Linked DNA regions of Zea mays: region 2 is linked to region 1. The links are chromatin contacts, called in public Hi-C maps. All regions are on one chromosome and are shown on one strand. The core of a region is the stretch at or near the end of the contact, and the rest is flanking DNA. Distances in the headings are between cores, read along the strand shown. Region 1 holds the start of LOC103639615 (paramyosin). Region 2 holds the start of LOC100192912.

What was found. A called contact is a pair of places that touch in the nucleus more often than the background predicts.
Region 2: a contact with region 1 is called in a Hi-C map of ear, with 2.1 times the contacts expected there. The contact joins the promoter of LOC100192912 here to the promoter of LOC103639615 in region 1. A contact is called at or near these places in 3 of 25 Hi-C or Micro-C datasets (ear and leaf).

What each region holds. Positions count from the first base shown.
Region 1 is chr9:161,192,495-161,199,820 of Zm-B73-REFERENCE-NAM-5.0, forward strand. It overlaps LOC103639615 (paramyosin), which reads right to left and starts at 2,591. Exons shown (of 9, transcript XM_008662350.3): 1 at 1,822-2,591; 2 at 777-974; 3 at 490-612; 4 at 232-269; 5 at 1-133. The coding sequence starts at 1,905.
Region 2 is chr9:161,323,582-161,330,907 of Zm-B73-REFERENCE-NAM-5.0, forward strand. LOC100192912 reads left to right here and starts at 4,818. Exons shown (of 10, transcript NM_001319737.1): 1 at 4,818-5,004; 2 at 5,614-5,702; 3 at 5,825-5,999; 4 at 6,130-6,306; 5 at 6,432-6,563; 6 at 6,830-6,928; 7 at 7,012-7,128. The coding sequence starts at 4,912. LOC103640467 (dnaJ protein homolog 2) reads right to left here and starts at 1,096. Exons shown (of 4, transcript XM_008663039.1): 1 at 947-1,096; 2 at 1-50. The coding sequence starts at 1,096.

The DNA.
Region 1 (7,326 bases), core at 1,341-3,840:
TTCAGATGAAGAATGAACACCCTTGTTGAACATACCATCAGAGCAATCTGACCTGTTGTCCAGCTCGTCATTGGTTGGCGTTGGACTACGGTCATCAAGACGAGGAGCCATGTCCCTCAATGATCTGACACCACTACATAGAAATGGAAGAATCAAAATTCAGGATTTGAGGGAAGCGAAGACTGAACAGAACTTGGCAAGAATGAAGTATGGAGGCTTCAGTCTAGTTACCTCAGCTTAGATTTTGTGCCAAGACATTGAACCTTAAGCTGTGTATGAGGGAAAAAATATGAACGTCAACATAAGTACTTAAGTAGCAGTAGGGGTGCCCCATCAGGCACGCTACCAAAAAGTACAAGCATGAAATAGGGACCTACGTAACTGTTGGCAGCTATGATTGGAATGTAATACCAGCATATTTTTGGCTACCAAATCATGTAAGCAATGCCCAAGTGGCCATTGGAAACAAGGAGGTGTAGCGAAACGCACCTGCAAAACTGTTCCAGAGTTGCATCTCTTCAGTGGCAAAGAGATAGCGGTTGGATCGGCCAAATTCAGAAAATTAGAGAGATTTAGAAGAATCTCCCCAAGAATGCCAGATTTTGCCGATCCCTGGAACATTACATGAGAGCAGTTGTTAGTGACCCAAAAATTGCATAGCCATGCGACAGGAATAAGACAGAGTAAATAGCCTAAGGTAATAGGCATCGAGATTGAAGCAGGAACTAGACATCCAAGAACAGGTAAGGTAGGAAAATATGCATCATGGTACATACCAGGGAAACAATAATCCTGTACTGGCACTCTTGAAATTCTTTGGAGACTTGGTCCTTGGAGAACCATATGGGTTCCAAGATGGTGTCGGGCCACTGGCATATTCCACTACGAGAAGCTACTTTAGTGGACTTTGCAATTGTTTTTCCATTGTCTACGGAGACTATGGAAAGGAAGAGCCTGTCTGAAATGGCGGGGACCTGTAAAAAATGAAACCAATCCATGAGACACGAAAATGGAGGGGATACATGTCATGTAGCACATGGAATAAGATAAACTGCAGGAAAGGCGCATATGAAATGAATGAGAAGTCAAACAAAATTCCACTGGCATATTCTACTTTAAAAATGAAGAGGAAGGACGATTCTTTTTCCGGGGTACACGCACACATGAACGGCAGGCAACTCGTGAAACAAAGTAAAGTTGGACCCCCTGAGAAAGTAAACTGATTGAATGGCAAAAGGTAGCCATTGAATCACCAGGGGAGGGAGGGGACTGGGAGAGGAAGCAAATAATGCGATTTGCATATGAGATTGGTTTGGTACAAGCAAAGCAGCACGGCTTCCCGTTTGCCTTCCCTTTTGGGAGTGGCTTTGAGGTAGGCACACACGTGACGTGACGTGAGTAACCAAGGAAAGGAGGCACAATAATAATTCGTACGATACGAGCTACTCCAGTAAGCTCGAGCATGATCCTACATTGATGTAGCAAAGGTGAAGGAATGTAGGTTGGATGACGAGTGTCTGCCATCACATCAGCAGCGGCCTTGGCCTAGCGGGAGAGAGCAAATCAGCAGATGAAAGGCAAGCAGCAAAGCGATTACTCCAGTAGATAAGATATGAGAGAAGAATTTGTGGTAATCGCAGGGCCTCTCTTTTGTATCGGATCGGGTAAGCGAGGTTTTGGTACTGTCTGTCCTCCCCCGCTGGCCGGCCGGCTAGTCCCTGAAGGAAGGAGGGAGGGAGAGCAGGAAGAGAGTAAGAGAGAGAGAGAGAGAGAGAGAGAGAGAGAGAGAGAGAGAGAGAGAGAGAGAGGAAAGGAACCAACCTGGACGGCGCGGAAGTTGGAGAATCTGAAGTCGAAGCGCTCGCCGACGCGGTCGGAGGAGCGGTGGCGGTGAAGCTTGAACATCCTGCCCTGCTGGTGGTGGTTACCATGCGATGCGGCCGAGGGGAGAGCGGCGGCCCTCCTCCTAGATTGCGGCTGGGGTCGGGAGGTGGAACTGCGGTTGGTGATGCTGACCTGAGACTGAGATACGGCGGCGCATGGAGCGGCCGTGCAGGTGCGGCGCAGCAAAAGGTGTAGGTGGTGGGTTGGGGGGAAGAAGAGGAATCTTAGGAAGCGGAGAAAGAAACCATGTCCCCCGACTTCAGCCACCTCACCTCAGGGGGAGGGGGAGGGAGAGCTCTGCTGGAGAGGGGAGGGAGGAGGCCAGGTCGGGGTCGGGAGAGAAGACCGGACCGGAGCAGACCAGACCAGACCTGGTTGGGAATGGGAATGCAGGCATATACCTACCGAGCCCGAGCCCGAGAGGAGAAGGCGCAACCTCAACTTCTCTGGCTGGTGCGTGCAATGGCTGTCGTCAGAACAGCAGGCCAGCTGCCTTGTGGTTGCGAGATTTCTGAGGCGATCTCGCGTGTCGTCGTCGTCGTTGTCGTCGATGTCGCCCTTGTCTGGTACTTCTCCTCGATTGGCAAGAGCAGTGGCATTGTTCCGCTCGCCCTCCTCTCGTCTGCTTCCAATAACCGACTTCTTGGAGAATTGATGTCAAGGTGTCTGCATGCAGAATTGATGTTCTGAGCCGAAATGCTCAGCTCGTAACAAGCGTACATAGTTCAGAAAGTTAAGTAAGCAGAACTAAGGCCTGTTACCTAGTTTTTTAAAAATCCAGATTATATCTCCAGTTTTTAGAAGCTGGTTTATAAAAAAAACCTGGTTAATAATATTTTGAACCAGCTCAGTTTTTATAAACTATCTTTAGCTAATGGAGACTATTTTTTGGTTTTTAAGAAACTAATAATCTAGTTTCTATAAACTGTGACAAACATTAGTATGCTCGGAACTACCTCAGTTTTTATAAACTATTTTAAAAAAACTGAGTGTTTTCAAACAAGCCCTAAGACAACTGAGATTGTCCATCAGACTCATTTCTATGCTTCAGTACATCTAGCAAAGCTACTAACCAAATTTCATTACTCAAAAGCAACAAAATTCCACAGGTTTTAACTACTCCGATTGAGCAGGCCACTACCACGCTAACCTTGACCAAGATTGTACTTAACGCAATGGTTTTAGAGAACTGTTAAAACCAAAACAACTAAACACCAAACCGATAAACCAGATAGACCATATGTCTTCTTCACGAACTACTTTTTTCTTGAGATTGTACCTGCATTTAATTCTCTTTTGTAGATTTGTACCATCCTCCACCATAAAAGTTGGACTTCATGTTATGCTATTCTGATTGTGAAACCAACTTTAGTGTTCTACTAAAGCACGTGTAAATTAATGTTTTATAGTAGTAGAGATTGACTGTTGACAAATAATTTATGAGATATTGAGGTCGATGATAATATATGTGTCGTTCGCTTTCATGTAATTGTTGCACACTAACATTTTATTGAATAATTTGTGTGCCATCACAACGTGCAACATTGTACTAATTCAAATAACCTTAAAACAACTTTGTTCATACGTTTTGACACCATATCCCACCATGCTAGCCTAAGCCTACATCCAATCGTGTCAGTCACGTCACTTATCGACCATACCATCAACGACACTATCAATCGTCATCAGTCCTTATCCATCATAGCGTTCTAGTGCATAGCCTTTACTGTCAGCCTACAACCACATCAATGTCACATCGACTTTTTATAGACTCTAAATTAAAACAAAACACGATGTTGTGTACCTATAGCAGAGGTACCTCAAGACGGCCCAAAAGATTGCTCAAAGATAAAGAGCGCCATCAACAAAACTCAATTCGGACCAAAGACACCTTAGTCGGGCCCGACCTAGTCATCCTAATTCCCCACACCAAGTCTGCACCAACTATAGCAACCCTGGTCTAGCCACCTCAACTAGGTTGGACTTGGCTCAATCGCCCCGACCAAGTTGGGACCAACCCAGGTCGCCTCAAGCAGCCCCAACCAGGTCGCCCCTAACATTTGTCGCTTTGAGCTAAATTAGCCTGATAAGAATCTTCAGTGCCAAGATGCAAAACCCCATGAATTCTTATACATGGCTAATGCAATTATGGCTCTCTGACCCCTCGGTGTGTGCTGCGTGCGATGAATGTGGCAGGTATAGTTTGAAGGATGTTGGAGGAGTTTGTGTTCGACCACCCGACTCTTCAAAGGACAACAAGGACCATTCACATCAACGGAAGACCACGATGGGCCTTGTTGGTCACTTGTTCTCAAATGTTGTGATTCAAGAACAAGGCAACACAATTGTTAAGTATAAAAGACCTTCGTCTTCCGAAGCATTATCTCCATATGGACATAATGATCATCAGATGAAGGTCATGAAGGACATGTCTTCATCATCTTAAAGATAAATAAGGATGCAAAGAGATGAGAATAGCAAGTATATCCAATTAATTCATTTGTATTTGCAATCTAAAACATGTATGAACATCAACAAAATTTGTATCACATTGATACCTTCGGCTTGCTCGAAGGTGTTGATGCGAGAGAGATTACAAATCAGCGTGAACAGTACGGTGCTACTGTTCATATATTTATAGTCACCGGACGCAGCCCGGGTGAAAGTACATTTCCCTGACATTTACTTATGATCGTAACATAAATCATTAAGGACTAAGTAGTCTTTTTCCCTTTCGGTCAGCACCATCATCAGTCTTCATCACCATCATGAGCCAAAGCTGTCACTCTGGCAATAGCTTCGGCGTTTATTCTTATCATCCTTAGATCATATCTTCATCTCGTACGCCTTCATCATGAGGGAAAGACTTCCATCCTGAAGACGAAGCTCCCTGTGATAGCTTATACTGAAAGCAAATAGTTAATTATGTTTTTGAGGACCTTCGGAAGATGAAGACCCCCAACGTTAGCCCCTCGCAGTATTAAATTGTTCCTTTGCAACAAATTTAGACTGCGAAGTGAAAGAAGGCCTTTAGCCGAAGGTTCGAAAAACACCTTCCCTTCGCTAGAATAGCGAATCATTCTGAGCTGTGGGACCCACTGAAATGTGGGGCTCTGAGTATATATATAGAAGGTTGTGTTGCTGATATTTTTCGTGCCATCTAGCTTTCGTGCTACAGTTGTCGTTTTAGCTTTCATGTTCTGTGAGTGCAATTGTTTTTGAGCTTCGGCTTTCTGCGGTGATCATCACCGAAATGGCTGAGGATAAGAAAAGCGTGGATCCCACAATTGCTGGCTTCTACGAAGCCATGGAAAGGACCAACGTAGAAAAAAATCGCTAATGAAATGTTAGCTGGGCTATCTAGTGATTCAAGCGATAACGAGAGCTTCGATATTGAGAGTGAGAATGAAGATGTCGAAGATCAGCCGTGGAGGCCAAGCCATGTTGTTTTTGGGAATTCAACTATCAAACAAGGGCAAATTGAAGCGATGAAAGGCAATTATTTTCATGATGTGTCCATAGTGAAGGCTGGGGGAGAAGACACCGTTCCCCTCCCTGAAAGTGATGAAGTGGTGGTCTTCAGGAGCTTCATGAAAGCTGGGCTTCACTTCCCGCTCCATAAAATGCTGGTCAAAGTCTTGAAGATATTTGAGATATACCTTCATCAGCTTACCCCTCGAAGCTCTTATTAGAGTGGGGATTTTTATATGGTCCATGAGGAGCCAAGGACTGGAGCCGGATGTGAGATGCTTCTGCAATATTCATGAGCTATCTTACCAGACGAAGGCGACCGAAAAAGAACAATATCATAACAACTTTGGCTGCTACGGCTTCGTGCCTCGCTCTGAGGCGAATTACCCTGTGCCTACATTTCGGAAGAAGTGGCCAGGTTGTTGGATGAAGGGATGGTTTTACATGAAGAATGACCTGAATCAGAGGGAGGATGTGAAAGGCGTTATGCAACGTCCTATATGGTCACGCTTCGGCATTAGAAGGCCATCCATCGCACTTGGGAATGAAGTGCAGGCGTGCCAAATTGCTTTCAACACCATATGCACCTACATTGGCACGAGAGATTTAATTCAAGAGCATATTGCTTATAAAGTATGGCCTCTTGTAAACGAGTGGGAAATGCCAAAGGAAGCCGCTGCTGGCTCCAGCCAGAGTGGCTTGGTTTATCTCAAGTATACCTTTCATTACAGAAGCCAATTTGATGAGCCAAATGATGATTGGTTAGACGCTGTAGAGGCAACGAGCGATGAACTACTTGGAGCGTACTCGAGAGCAGAAGAGGAGGCTATGACAGCCGCCTTCGGCGCTCGCGGAAAAAGAGGCTGAATAGGGTGTTCGACGTTATTGTGTTTGTTTACCCAGATTACTACTTTCTTGTCCAAAGACAAGGGAGAAAAAGGAAAGTCGTTGCTTCGGCATCTTGAGGTGCGCCGAAGGCGAAGAAACTCAAGGTCTTGACACGTAGACCGAAGCCCATCGGGACGGGCGATGTGCCGAAGTTAATTAAAAGAACAGATATTGCCCCCTAGCTACAGAGACGGCTCCTGCAATGACGATCGAAGCTATTGCAGACCTGGCCAAAGAGCCGGAATTGGAGAAGGCGGCAGAGCAGCCAAAGGTGCTGGTGATAGTGTTGCTGAAGCTATCAGCTACTACAACCACAACTTTGAGGAAGAGGAGGATGACTAGTGTTTTGGATGTTGTGTTTAGAGTCTGTGAAAACGCCACCTCCTACTTCTGCCAAAGCTTCCGGTGGGAAAATGGAAGATGCCAGAGAAGCGGTTACTGCAAGCATCTCTTCTGTTCACGCTGAAGCGGGACCTTCAGAAGCTGCGCTAGAAAGACTTGTGGAAAAAGAACCTTCTAGAAAGACCCACAACACCTGCTCCTGAAGCGCCTCCCCAGATTGACTTGAATTGCATTGTTCGACATGATTCGGGAAAACAGCTATCGACAGAGCAAGTTGTCAAAACACAACATTATGCTAAGCAGCTGAAATACCCCCAGGGGTCCTTGGTATACGGAGGAGATAACGATGATGACTTCCTCTACTGTCTACCAGACAGTAAGGAGGTCGATGTTTGCCGTGAAATGATGGATAACATGGGGTATCCAAAGCTTGAACTTGGTTTGTCTGTGATGGCGAAGGATCAGCTTGCATATACCCTCGCGTACAACAGCTTGAAGGTTTGTATACTTTGGCTTGTCATTTTGTATTTTTTTGTTACAATGAACTATTTTTTGTGGTAATTCTTATCGTCGCTATGTGTTCACTCTTCGTTTGTCAGGGCTTGATTCTAAGCAAGGCTTTGAAGGCCCAAAAGGATGCAGAGGATGAGAGCTGTCGAATAGCACATGGAAACCTTCGTTCGGAGGTCATAACATTAAGAAACGAAGCTCTTGAGAAGGATAAGATCCTACTCTCTTTGG
Region 2 (7,326 bases), core at 3,568-6,067, 130 kb after region 1:
AAGCCAGAACCTTGACAACCAGCACAACTCGAAACACCATCATAGCAACACTGGAATAACAACATATGGGATAAATCATTCTAGGAAATCAAAACGCACTACAGATCAGACAAGTAACCACACTGTATATAGATAAGTCATAAGCAGTGTCATAAGCAGAATGTGTGTATTCACATCTTTCAGGACTAACAAATTAAGGGATTCAAATCAGTTATCATATTTTCAGGATCAGTTTGACAATTCGAATGAATAGAGACAACTACAACATTCAGTTCAGGAAACCGAACCATGCATGTGCCTATTCACAATTCAAGGTCAGTGCATTGATCTAACAACTCAAGGATTCAAATAAGTGGATCAGTTTTTAGAATCAGTATGGCAATTCGAACCGATAGATCACTATACAACGTTAGGTAAACTGAACCAAGCATGCCCCTCTGTTCCTCACATAAAGATTGGCAATCATTTTCATTAGAAGATACAACCTGACCATTATAGCATAAAACCAACCATGTATTATACAACAACAGTCAGGTCTAACAAGACTAAGACGATATCAATAAAATATAACTATATATAGACACGATAGTATAGAACGAATCAAGGATTCTGGCATGATAAACGAGTTGTCTAATAATTAATTACTAATTATCCGACTAACGATACCACATAGAGCGACAATTTCCATGCAACCAATATTCATAATAGTTTCCATGCAACATCTCCTTCCCCATACAAATTCCCTTCACTACCCCAACCCATTAAACCCATCTAAATCCACGCTGCCTCAGATCCAAACCACCGCTCGGAACCCACAAGCACCAGCACCTTATGAAATCGACACAGCCAAACCATATCAACATCGCCGCAAAACCCGACAACCCGCCTACTAATCCCCGTCGCGGACAGGTCGGAGCCAGACGAAATGACCAGCTCGCGCGCTCACCTTCTCGGGGTCGCCGCCCTTGTCGGGGTGGTTCTTGATGGCGGCCTTGCGGTAGGCCTTCTTGAGGTCATCTTGTGACGCGTCCTTGGAGACCCCCAGGATCTCGTAGTACCGGGTGTTGTCGCTCTTCTTCGGCGTGCGGCCGAACATCTCCGAAACCCTAGCCGATTGATGCTATAATGGAAGTTTGTGAGGAGAGAGAGCAGGGTAGGCATGTGGACGCCCTCCCTATTCCTTCAACCTGACGAGGGCTCCCCAGAGCGCCAGGACGCCGTGGTGCGCGGCCTCCGCGACTGGCTCCGCAAGCAGCGGTTCGAGCCGTAGGTGATGGCCGAGCTCGTGGACCTCATCAAGCGCCCCATGGACCGGTACGCCGCCGGGGCGAGGGGCGGCGACGGCGACACCCCCGACCGTACGTATCGTGCGCCGTGGTCGGCAACAACGGCGTCCTGCTGGCGCGGGAGCACGACGCGCTCATCGACGCCCACGACCTGGTGATCCAGCTCAACAACGCGCCCGCGGGCGACGGTGTACACGCGACACGTGGTTTGCGTCGTTCGCGGCGTGGTTTGCGGAGGCGGGCGGATTGCGGCGGCATTGGCTGCGTGGTTTGCGGAGGTGTTTGGAAGCACGGCAGGGTTCGCGGGCGGGCGGGCAGAGGTGGGGGCGGTCTATAGTACTAACTTAATAGTTAGTAGAGATTAGGGAAGCATTGAAAAGAAGTCAGTTCATTTTATGTTTGAGCGACAAATTGACTAACATATCGCAGGCTACTAAAGAACAGTTGCAGCAAAAAATTCGCTTGAAAGCTTACCTTGGCTTGAGAAGCTGTGGTAGCCGTCGTTGCGTTGCAGCGAACCCCCGGCGGTGTCCTGCCATCCGGTCCGAGTCAACCAAGCGGCTCTCCCTTCCTTCTTCCGCACCCGCTCGCTAGCTGAAACAACAGGCTACTAAAGAATGAACAGTTCCTTTTGTAGCTCCTCGTTTGTCATACTAAAAAGGTGTGACATACAATGTAACAATTTATATTTCTCCAATATCTAAGAAAGCATTCTACTCTTTGAAATAATACCTCTGAGATTGTGACAATAAAAAAACATGTGTTTAGAAAAAGATTTTGTATGATAAAAGTACTGAAACTGAACCTGTTGTTCGGTCTTTCCAGAGTCCTTGGCCACTCATTTCCTTCTCTCGCGTGATTCAGCAAGAAGCTCTGGTCGTTCTCTTTCCTCTGCATAAGCACCAATAAACAACTGACCATACAGATAGGGGAGACGAGTTTCGCCATCAAGGAACTTAGGATTAGTTATTGACTGAGACACTGTTTAGTTAGTGGCCTTAGCCTCGAAGCTAAATATGATGATATGATAGGAATGCATCCTTGTGGTCAGAGTTCAAGCTCATAAAATAAACGTTCTACTAAACATATATTGATAATACCTCTGAGATTGTGACAATATATTGGTTCGAGTATGAACATGCTAATACATGTGTAGTATGAACATGCCACCAGACTGGATAATGCAGCACAAATATATTGAATAGGACCTGACTTGATAGGAGTCGGTAGCAGCAGTAAAACGTTCTCAAACCAAAAACAATAAAAAAAACATGGTGAAAATGCAGATTCTATTCAGAAGACAAAAGTAGTGTTTCCTTTTGGCAGAAATCATGCTAGAATAATAAATAACCTACTTGATACTGAAAGTTTTAATTGCGTGATGAAAAGAATACTTAAAAATGAGAATCCTTGTCATATTTGGTCATAGATATTATCTGTTTTCTGCTTTTAATTTCATCAAAGTGAACGCATTCAAAGATAACTCGAAAGCCGGAGTTAATAAAGTAAAAGTTGAAAATGGAAATATAGAGTGAAACAAAGCACATGATCCATTACTGAATATTCATTGCATGCAGGATCCATTTACTGAATAAACAGTGATAAAAATGTTTCTTTCAGTAGTTAGTTGGCAGCACAGAATCCTCAAACAACATTGCTTTGACCAATCAGATTTCATCTGTCAGATTATCTTACTAACAAACAAATGGCATAAAAAACTGGATAGTTCAGATAGTACTATCTGAACTCTGAACTATGAACTCAGAACTAACATGTAGTTCAACTTATAATAGGAATATCTGAACTCAGAACCAATATTAGAATTAAAGCATGTATCATACTATTTGCAACTCAGAACTAACATGTAGTTCTAAATGATGCACTCATGAGCTATTTTCGACAATATAAGTATGCTTGCTAGCTGGAATCAAACAGTGATCATGTTGTCAGTAACAGTATTTTTTTAGGTGCATAACTTGTTCTTCTCTTCTTCAAACAATGGATTTAAAATGGGATATATACATGATACATACATCTAATCTAAGCTATGCTTGCTAGTTGGAATCAAACAGTGATGATGTTGTCAGTAAAAGTATTTTTTAGGTGCATAGCTTGTTCTTCTCTTCTTCAGACAGTGGATTTAAAATGGGATACATACATGTCTAAGCTAAGAGCTGAAATCTGATAAAAATGTTTCTTTCAGTAGTTTAATTGGCACCACAGAATCCTCAAACAACATTGCTCTGACCAACCAGATTTCATCAATCAGATTATCGTACTAACAAACAAATGGCATAAAAACTGGAAGGAGGCAGAGATGCAATAACCCATCTGAAAGAAGCAAGGGAAGGAAGAAAGGAAGGAAGGAATAAGTCCTCGACGCTTCGTCCCCTGCCTTCCTCCTCTCCACTTGACCAGGGAGAAAGCCAATGAACCATTCAGTTAGTAGCCTAGGCCTCGGGTTAAATCCATCCGTCCAACCCCACCGATCATGAAGCAACTACTGACTGAATGGCAGATCCTCATGCTTGCCTCTTCAGACACTCCTTGCGCTGTTCTGTTTGTTCTGCTGCCGACCAACTTCTGTGCTGCAGTTGACACACGAACCAAGGCCATGATAGAAGCAACACACAACTACACACGTACAGAGCAACAACTCAGCTGAACCCACGATCCTTTTTTTGTGTTCTTCAGGTGAAAGCTCATCATTTTTTCTTGAACTGTCAGCAAGTATAGTCTAACAAATACAACGAACAAATCTGTAGGAATTCTCTTTACAAGCTTTCAATTCCCCATTTATCCTCCCTCATAAACAACAACCTCTTTCCCAATTCTACACCCCCCAAAAAACATAACTTATTTGTACGAGCTCTGTACCATGCCATGACCGCGCACTTACTGACTGACGGCGTCGCCACGGCCAATGGCGGACCGGACACCAGATCCACGACGTCTCGTCCTGCGCGCCAGGGTCACCCCGCGCGGATCCGCTTCTTGGGCGGTAGGGCGCGGAACACGGTGGTGAGATCGCGCGACAAAGAAGAAGGTCCGGCGAGACGACGCCGCGGAGGAGGGCGGGGACGGCCTGCTGCGCTTGTTGGCGGGGACGGCCTGCTGCGCTTGTTCTGCTGCGCGTTGCGGGTTGCGGGAGGGGATTCGCGGCGGGAGGTTCGCAGCGGGCGGGTTTCGCCGGCCTGCTGCGCGTTGCGGGTTGTGGGAGGGGTTCGCGGCGGGCGGGTTTCGTGGAGGGTCTCGGCGTATCGCGGCACGCGTGCGGGGGTGGGCGGGGGCGGGCGGGGCGCTTCGCGGCGTACGGTTCGCGGCGGGCGGATTGATCGGGCGGGCGGTTGTTAGGCGGGGGCAGTCTACACTAACGTCTTAATAGTTAGTACAGAATCTGGATTTGGCGATGGTGGATTTGGTGGTCGTGTTAACCAACCTTTTTCTAAAGTGAATTTGTTTTTCACAAATATGCAGTTTACGAAACAGCACCAAAATTAAAGACGGCAACTCTGCCTGCACAGCATTGACCGCCGCCTTCGCTCCTCCACCTCCCCGCTCGCTCTCCTGCCTCCGCGCGGGCCGCGGATCCCTTCACTCGCCACAGCAAGCGCTAGAAGAGGGAATGGAGCCCGGCCTCGCATCCCGCGTCGCCCGTTCAGCCGCTCAGCCGCTTTCCGGCTGCCTGTCGCGGCACTCGCTCTCGCCGTGGCTCAAGGTTCCTTGCTCCCCCTGTTCATCATGACGTTCCTTTTTGGTTGCGTGAGTTTGGTTTGGGCCTCGGAGTGTAGTGGATTTGGAATGGGGGTAGGTAGCGAGGCTAGTGAGGGCATCTGCACCTGCTAAAATAGATTCGAATAATTGGAGATCATGGGGCTTCTAGCCGTGCGTAAAGGTAAAGGTGTCGAGAGAAAGAGATCGAGTTTCGGTGTGTAGCTTCAGAACAGGAAGGCTTTGGACCTTTGGTCTTTTTTAGAATTTTATTAATTGTTGTTCACATATTGCTCTTGTCACCCTTGAAACGGATTAGGGGCTGAATGAACACGGTCCACGATGGCACTTTGGATACTCCTTTTGTTTTTAATACTAATAGAATAGGAAAAAAGAGAGGTTGAATAACCCCATCATTCCTCTCACTCCCTGGCCTGACCACCTGAGAAGTGTAATCAATCCAACGTTGCTTGAAATGGACTTATCTAGCTTGCCTTTGTTTTTTCCTCGTAAAGATGCCAAATAATCAAGGTAACTTCAATTACCCCCACCGCTTTCACTTTCACCAGCCTCGTGATCTAACAAAAGATGGTGTCATCTTTTTCTCGTTCTGCAGATCCAGAACCACATTTATCCTATGCCAAGTCTCTGTCACAAGGTTCCTAGCACGGGAAAATGCCACGCTTCTATGACAACAAGTTACATGTATGTAATTATGAAACCAAAACCGTTTTGATACATATGGCTGTGGTTCAGCTTCAGTTAAATCCATACTGAGCAATGCCCTCATGACTTTCATCCTCGTTCTGATGGTTTAACTTTAGCAGGGAAACATCAGATGTCACTGATTTGGACTGGGAAAACCTTGGCTTTGGCCTCATCGAGACTGACTTTATGTATGTTGCAAAATGTGGAACTGATGGAATCTTTTCCAAAGGTGAAGTCCTACCATTTGGTCCTATAGCACTGAGTCCTTCAGCTGGAGTCTTAAATTATGGGCAGGTTAGTAGGAAAACTTCCCACCCTGTTTCACATCTATATCTCTACAGGATTGGAACAACTATAACCTGGCAGTTAGGTATCAGGCCTACTGGTACTGAATATGCTTAGTCTATGTTGTTCTGGTATGCAGGGATTGTTTGAAGGCCTAAAAGCATATAGGAAAACTGATGGGTCCATCCTTCTATTTCGTCCAGAGGAGAATGCTATAAGGATGCTAAGCGGTGCAGAGAGGATGTGTATGCCTGCTCCAACTGTTGAGCAATTCGTTGATGCTGTTAAACAAACTGTTTTGGCAAATAAAAGATGGGTTAGTAATTCATGTTTTCAAATGTGATAGTATTAGGCTACATATTTAGTAATACTTTAGTTAGTGAACCATTATCCCCTTGCTAACATATTTTTTTCTTGAAACGAAACATATCATCTTTCTAGGTGCCTCCTACTGGTAAAGGTTCCCTATATATCAGGCCACTCCTAATAGGAAGCGGTGCAGTTCTTGGTCTTGCGCCTGCTCCTGAGTATAGCTTTATCATTTTTGTATCCCCTGTTGGGAATTATTTCAAGGTCCGTATTGCGTTTCCTTTTACTTCAAATTCCACCAAAATTTGTAGGCACTAGTCACTCATCCAAAATGTAAACTGGAGTACTGGGCTTAGAGCAAATCGTTACAACCTGTGTTCTTTCCTGCTCAGTGGACAGTGATACAGGATAGCTTAATGGTAATAGTGTATAATATGAACTCGTCCTTACACGCATCTAAAATAGTTTGTTTCAACAATGCCGGTATATATGTTGTTTGCCACTTTGCCTTTGTTCATTTTATTCTACAGGAAGGTTTATCTCCTATTAATTTGATCGTTGAGGATAAATTTCACCGTGCCAGCCCTGGTGGAACTGGAGGTGTGAAAACCATTGGAAACTATGCCTCGGTAACTCTATGAATTAGCAGTTATGGAAATTCTATAAAAGCCCCAGTTTGGCTACTTAATTGCACACATTCATCACCTTATAGGTACTGAAAGCACAAAAGATTGCAAAGGGGAAAGGATATTCTGATGTCCTTTATTTGGATGCTGTTCATGACAAATATCTCGAAGAAGTCTCTTCCTGCAATATTTTTGTTGTGAAAGTATGATCCTTCACTTTGATGTCTTTGCTATTTTGGCGGTATATCTCCTTCATAGCTGCAGTTAAGAGTAGACTTTAGGTGCTGTTTGGTTCACATATTTGTAACATGATAGGTAACTGATAACGTTAAACCATGTTTTTTAAGTCTAACTGTAATCAAATACCACACTAGAAATTGATACCGGCATATTCAAACATA